2 separate regions of the Ovis aries genome follow, and region 1 is linked to region 2. Evidence: chromatin contacts called from public Hi-C data. All regions are on one chromosome and are shown on one strand. The core of a region is the stretch at or near the end of the contact, and the rest is flanking DNA. Distances in the headings are between cores, read along the strand shown. Region 1 holds the start of COTL1 (coactosin like F-actin binding protein 1). Region 2 overlaps COTL1 (coactosin like F-actin binding protein 1).

Evidence for each region. A called contact is a pair of places that touch in the nucleus more often than the background predicts.
Region 1: a contact with region 2 is called in a Hi-C map of blood, with 2.1 times the contacts expected there. The contact joins the promoter of COTL1 here to the enhancer-like site in region 2. A contact is called at or near these places in 4 of 16 Hi-C or Micro-C datasets (all in blood).

Annotation. Positions count from the first base shown.
Region 1 is chr14:10,356,823-10,360,251 of ARS-UI_Ramb_v3.0, forward strand. It overlaps COTL1 (coactosin like F-actin binding protein 1), which reads right to left and starts at 1,437. Exons shown (of 4, transcript XM_004014943.4): 1 at 1,178-1,437; 2 at 827-909. The coding sequence starts at 1,254.
Region 2 is chr14:10,316,468-10,319,651 of ARS-UI_Ramb_v3.0, forward strand. The region is part of intron 3 of COTL1 (coactosin like F-actin binding protein 1); the gene reads right to left. Among named protein-coding and RNA genes, the nearest start is that of MEAK7, 29 kb to the left of the region's middle. Within about 2 kb of position 1,339, at least 14 of the 54 cell types and tissues checked have an H3K27ac peak or open chromatin away from gene starts, as enhancers often do.

The sequences.
Region 1 (3,429 bases), core at 187-2,686, 40 kb after region 2:
CAGTGATGCTGGGCCTTTTGCTTCAGTGGTGTGTGTTGGGGGCAAGGACGGGAGGTTGTGGTTGTACCTGCATGTGGTTTTTCCACTTAATGATTCAAGACAACCCAGGGAAAGGCACAAAGTTTACAAATCCTGAAGATTTTGCTTGACAGATTTCTTATATGTACACACCTGTGTAACTGCCTCCCAAAATACAGAATATTCAAAACACAGAATATTCCCAACCCCTTGAGACCCCACCCCACCTTCCATGTGCCTCTCCCAGTCAGTGGCTAGCCACCCACAAGCGGGACCACTCTTCTGACTTTTCACGCTGCAGATTAGCTTTGCCTTTTCTAAAATTTCACATAAATGGGATCATATGGCATGTATGTGTTCATATTCTGCTCTATATTCTACAAACAAAAACACATCACCAGCACATGGACAATGACGGCAGGAGAAAGGAGGGGGCTGTCGCTAACCATTCCTTTCTCCTTCGATAAGCACCAGGATTGTTTTTATTTTGGCTCTCTGACTGATGAAAGGGGAAACCCGGGAGGGCTGGACCCTGGAGTATGGAACTCCGTGAGTTAACGGTGGAAAGCTAGTGACCGTGGGGGCAAAGGAGCTGTCCCGCCTGAAAAGGTTACTGTGAGAGGGAGGAGGCTGCCGGTCACCTCTGGTTGTTCTGGATGCCCAGACGGGAGAAGGCGTTGTGGAGGCTTTAGAACGCTCCAATCTGGTTCCTCCAGCGCTGGGGGCGCCCAGGGTAGCCTCAGGCTCCTCCCTAGCATTGACCTTGTTCCAAAAGACCGGGAGTCCCCCAGAAGGCGTGTCTCCCTACCTGTGCACTGTTGGATGAAGTCCTGATATTCCGCTCCCTGCTCGCCGGGGACGATGGTGGAGCCGTCATATTTAAAAGTCACCCTTTGGATTGGGAGAAGAGAAAAACACACACATACACATACACATCAGCGTTGGTGCCTGAACGGTGCCGAGCTTCCACAGAACAATCTAAGAGATGCTCTGGCTAGCGAAAAGCCAGCGCTGGCTTTCCACGCTGTCCCGGGTTAAGGCTGCGGGGAGACCGCACGGGGATGACCCTTAATCCGTCCCGTCTGGAAGACGGCTCAGCGCACCAGGGCCCTCGCGAGCTCAGGCAGCGGGGCTCGAAGAGCAATGCAAAGTTCCTCACCAGATGACGGCCGAGCTGTCGTCGCGCACCAGGTTGTACGCCGTTCGGCAAGCCTCTTTGTCGATCTTGGTGGCCATCGCCGCGGGGCCGCAGTGGGGATACTGTGCTCGCAGCGAAAGATGAGCGCGCTTGGGGCCAGCTGCAGGGATCGGAGCGGAGCGGGGCGGGGACGCGCGGAAGGCGGGCGGGCAAGCGGGCGGGCGGTTGGCAACAGCAGCGAGAGAAGGCGAGCTCCGAGCTCCGAGAGCAGCTGTGGCTCCGAATGCGCGAGGAGCGCAAGCTAGACCCAGGCCACGCAGTCCCGCCCCCCTCGCCCATTGGCCTTCCAGGACGCATTAAGCCCCGCCCCCTATTTCTATTGGTCTTAGCGCGTATCGGGGGCGTGGCGTCTTTACTCACCAGCGGCCAATACCAGCCCGAGTGGGTTGCGCAACCCTGCGAAGGGGGCTGGAGAGGGGGGCTTTTTCGCCCTCCTCCCCTTCTCTCCTCCCCTCTTCTTCTCCCTCCCCCCTTCTCCTTCCTCCTCCTCTTCTCTTCTCCTTCCCCCAACCCTTTCGATGTTCTCCCACTCCCCTAACTCCTCCCCCATTTCCTCCTCCCCAAGCCCTGTTTCTCCTTTCCCTCTCTCTAGTTCCTCTCCCTCCTCCCTCCTTGAGTCTCCCTCCTCGAGTCTCCCTCCTCATTCACTACCCGCTCCTCACCTCACCTCCTCCCCTTGCTCTTCCCACTTCCCTAACCCCTTCTCCCTCCTGCCTCCCTATTCCCACCTCCCCTCCCTTCCCCCACCTCCTACCCCTAGTCCTCCTTATCGCCCCCAAACAACAACTCCGTTTACCTCCTTCCTATTCCTTGTCTTCAAGCTTTTGTCCTCTCTCTCTCTCTCACTTTGCATCCCCCCTCCTCCCTATCCCTTCCTCTACCTCCCTCCTCCCCACCAGGGCTCCTGGGCTGCAGAGCTCCACAGGGAAGCTCCACATGGGTGACTTACTGCATCAAACTGCCCCGCCCCAGTGTTGGGCTCCGTGGTTTCTAGGTAGGGAGAAATCGGAAAGAAGTAAGATTGTTAAATAGGAGGGGATAGAAAGTGGACTGCTTCTGAAACACTGGTGGGATCACTGTTTACTCTGTGCTCTGGTTATTTGCATTCACATCTTATCTCCCCCTTTGGGTTCCACTGAGGGCAGGAGCTGACTCATTCTGTCTTCTTCCTTCCCTCACTGACTCACTCATTCATTCCCTCCTGCAATAATTCCACAAAGACCAGTTACAGGGTTGAGGCAAGTAAAAAGGCTGGACCCCCCAAGACTCGGCTCTTGAATTGCATCCAGTGTTGCCTCTTTTTAACTGTGGGCCTTTGGACAAGCCTCAAAAACTCTCTGATTACTTTCCTCCAATGGGATAGTAATAGTACCGACAACATAAGAGTCGCACATAGCGACTAAACAACAACTACAACTGACATCATAGGTTTGCTTTATGATTAATGTTTAATGAAACTTGTAAACAAATATGTTAGACATTCAACAAAAGGTCATTGTTGTTGGTTATCAACTAAAATAAATCGTAAATAGAAACCCCAAAGGTCAGGGACAATGTTTAATTAATAATAAAATTAATTATCAATGGTAAACAAACAAAAATCAATCAAGCATTGAACAGACACATGGGGGGAGGTGAGTGGGAAAAGTAGGAGCTGGTATTGCTGTAAATTAAAAGGCAAAACAATTCCAGTTGGATACAGTTCAAAGCAGCTCCCTGATGAAGATAATGAGATAATTAGCTATTAGAAATCAAACCAAAGATGGATCCATACCTCACACTGCAGATAAGGGTAAATTCCAAAAGGATCGAAGATTTGCCTGTAAATAAAGGAAACCACAAAAGTGCCATAAGAACACATGGGAAGCTTCCTTTATAAGATTGGAATGGGAAACCAAACTAACCATGACTCAAAATCCAAAAGCCATAACAAAAGATAGATACATTCAGATATGTAAAAAGTCTTCTTCGAGGGGAAGAAAAAGAAAACAAAACAAGGCAGTAGAGCAGTAGAAAGTATTTGCAACTCAAATCAGGAAAAATTTATCTCACTGACATGTAGAGAAACCAACCTCGAAAAAAGAGGGAATTCCCTGGCAGTCCAGCGGTTAGGACTCCATGCTTCCACTCCTGGGGAGGTGAGGAGGGCTGGGTTTGGGGAACTAAGATCTTGCAAGCCCTGTGGCACAGCCAGAGAGAAGGCAGAGAAAAGA
Region 2 (3,184 bases), core at 89-2,588:
GCCTACCACAAGGATGAACCTTAAAACCATTATGCTCAAAAAAAAAGAACAAACCATTACGCTCAGTGAGAGAAGCCAGACGTGAAAGACCACATATTGTATGATTCCGTTAATCCAGAGAGACAAAAGGAGCTAGAGATTGGAACAGAAAAAGATGGAAATGCTCGAAAATTGAATTGCAATAATAGTTGCACAACCCTGTAAATTTACTAAAAATAATTGAACTGCAGACTTAGGGTGAGTTAATTTTGTGGTGTGTAAATTATATCATAATAAAGCTGCTTTTTAAAAAATCCTGTAACATATTAATAATCAATATTATTTCCATTGTGAAGATGACAAAACAAAGGCTGGAGATAATGACAGTTGCCCAAAGTCACATGGCTAGCAGGTACAGCTGACTCTAAAGCTGGCCTTCTTCTTTTTATTTTTGTTATTATTATTTTTACTTTTGGCTGCACTGGGTCCTCGTTGCTGTGCACGGGCTTCTCACGGCGGTGGCTTCTCTTGTTGCAGAGCACAGGATCTAGGCACACGGGCTCAGCAGCTGGGGCGCATGGACTCAGTTGCTCCAGAGCACGTGGAACCTTCCTGGACCAGGGAGCAAACCCATGTCCCCCACATTGGCGGACGGATTCCTATCCCCTGCACCATGATGGACGTCCTAAAGCTGGCCTTCTTAAAAGCGTCACCATCTCCTTTAGGAGTGATGAACATATTTTGGAATTGGATACAGGTAGTGTCTGTACAACACCGTGAAGGTACCAAATGCCGCTGAATTGTGTATTTTTTAATGGTGGTTAATTTTATGTTATGGGAGTTTCACCTCAATTTTTAAAAGAGGGAGAAAGAAACAAAAAAGAATGACTAAACCAGAAGCGATCTCAAGGTCAAGTTTCACAAAACATGCCAAGCCACCAAGAACACGAACAGGAAGGAGGAAAGGGGAGGCTAATATTTATCAGGCATCTAATAGGTGCCAGGTGTAGCCTCACACATTTTCTCGCTTATCCTCCTTCAGTATATTAGCTTTTTTGTTGTTTTTAAAGATAAGTTCCACGGGCTGGACTTGGAGAGATTGTGTAATCAGCCCAGATGACTCAACATCCTTTTCTACTCCCAGTCTGCCATACTGTGCTGCTAAGGGTCTGTGTAAGTCATCAGCATAGAGTGAACACAGCGAACGGCAGAGCCGGAAAAGGGAACCCAGAAATAAGGTGTTTCTCAACCTGACCCCAGCAGCAGGGGGAGGGGTGAAGAGCAAACCAGGAGGAGGAAGCCCCACAGCTCAAGATGCTATAGAAGGAAGTTCCAAAGTTCCTCTGCCCGTGATAGCTATATATGGCTATCTAGAGAAACAAGAACACTTGCGCTTGTGTCTGTTAGCCATTAGACAATGTAGGTTAAGAAGAGGTTTGATAAGGTCTAAGAAATCCACAGTCAAAGTGCACACAGCACAGTCCCCCTTAAAACCACAAGTATATGGGAAATCGAATCATAGCTAAAGAAGCAAACCACTGTAGCAGAACCCAGTGAAATACAGCATAACAATAAACGTAAATGAACAAAATTACGTTTAAAAAAAAATCTATGTCTCAAACTGCAAAAATAAAACTCAAACCCTATACATTTGAGAATTCGAGACATGCTTAAAACCAAAAATTTTTGACACGTTTGCAAAAACTGATTCTTTCAAACGAAAGTACAGAGACAAGCAGCCTCATGGATCCCTACTATTGGAAGCAGCCCCCTCCCTCCGGAGGGCAGACAGGAAGTGGCCGGCCACATAGAGGTGGTCCTGGCGGGCCTGGAGGGGCTCCCCCACCACAGGATGTTGGGGTGGAGTTTGTGGAGGGCAGAGGCTTCAAAAAGGTGAGATCGCCTCAGGGTGTGGACTCCGCAGAAAGTCCCCCAAAGGTCTGAGTCAACCTAAGCCAACCCCAAATGACTGTACACTTCTCCACCTCTGTTCCTTCCAGGGTCCTCACAGAGCGGGCATTCAACATGGCAAGGGAGGCGCCACCACCTCTGGGGAGTGGGCTTAAATGTCAGCTTTCAAAACCCGGCAGAAACAGCAAAAATGATTCTGCGGACAGCCAGACCTCAATGTAGGAGCAAAGGCCACGACCTGAGGGGCCTGCAAGGACTCGCCCACACTGAAAACCACAAAGAACACATCTACAGAAAGCAGGCCCCCCCCCCCCACCATGCACACACCCTGGACTCTCAGCCACAGTCCCTGGCACCCTCCAGGTACCACCAACACCTCCCGGAGAAGAGGCAGGCCACACGAAGGCTGCAAACTGCAGGGCGCAAGTCCTCGCAGAAAGGAGACCAGCGCGGCCCAGAGCAACGCTAACACATAGGGAATCGTAAATTTGCTAGAAGCCACACCAGGACAAGTAATTTTGTTCTCCATACTGAATCTCAAAAAGCCAGTGCACTCAGCACACAGCAGTGTGACAAGCCAGGCTTCACATGCTCTGCGGCCACACATGGCCAGTGGCAGTCCGGATCCAGAGAGAACAGGAAAGAGCCTGAAGGAATAACGTGCTCAGGGACTTCCCTGGTAGTCCAGTGGCTAAGACTACACGCTCCCAATACAGGGGACCTGGGTTCGTTCCCTGGTCAGGAAGCTAGATCCCATATGCCACAACTAAGAGTTCGAGTGTTGTGACTTAAGATCTCGTGAGCTGCTCCCAGAGCAGCTGAATGAATGAAAAATAAAATATGTATGGCTGAGTCCCTTTGCCCTGCACCTGAAACTATCACAACATTGTTAATCGGTTATCTTTCAATATAAAATAAAAGGTTAAAAAATAAATAAAAGAATAATGTGCTCAGTCAAGCAGACACATTAATCATAAAATATTAGAGCTGATCTGGCTCAGGGGGAGGAGAGCCCTCTGGGGCAGGAGTGGGTGGGTGCTGGATCCATGTCTTGATCTGGGCGGTAGTTTCACGGGTATGTACAAAAATTGCAAATTTTAGAATTCATAAATTCATCAAACTGTACACCTAAGATATACGTGTTTTCCTTTACGTGTACCTTGGTTAACCAAAGAAAGTCAGGGTGAGGGGGCATTGAGCTGAAAGAGCCTTTGACACCCTGACATTCACTCCCTCATTTGATAGATAATAAGGAAGAGACCCTGGAGAAGGCAATGGCACCCCACTCCAGTAC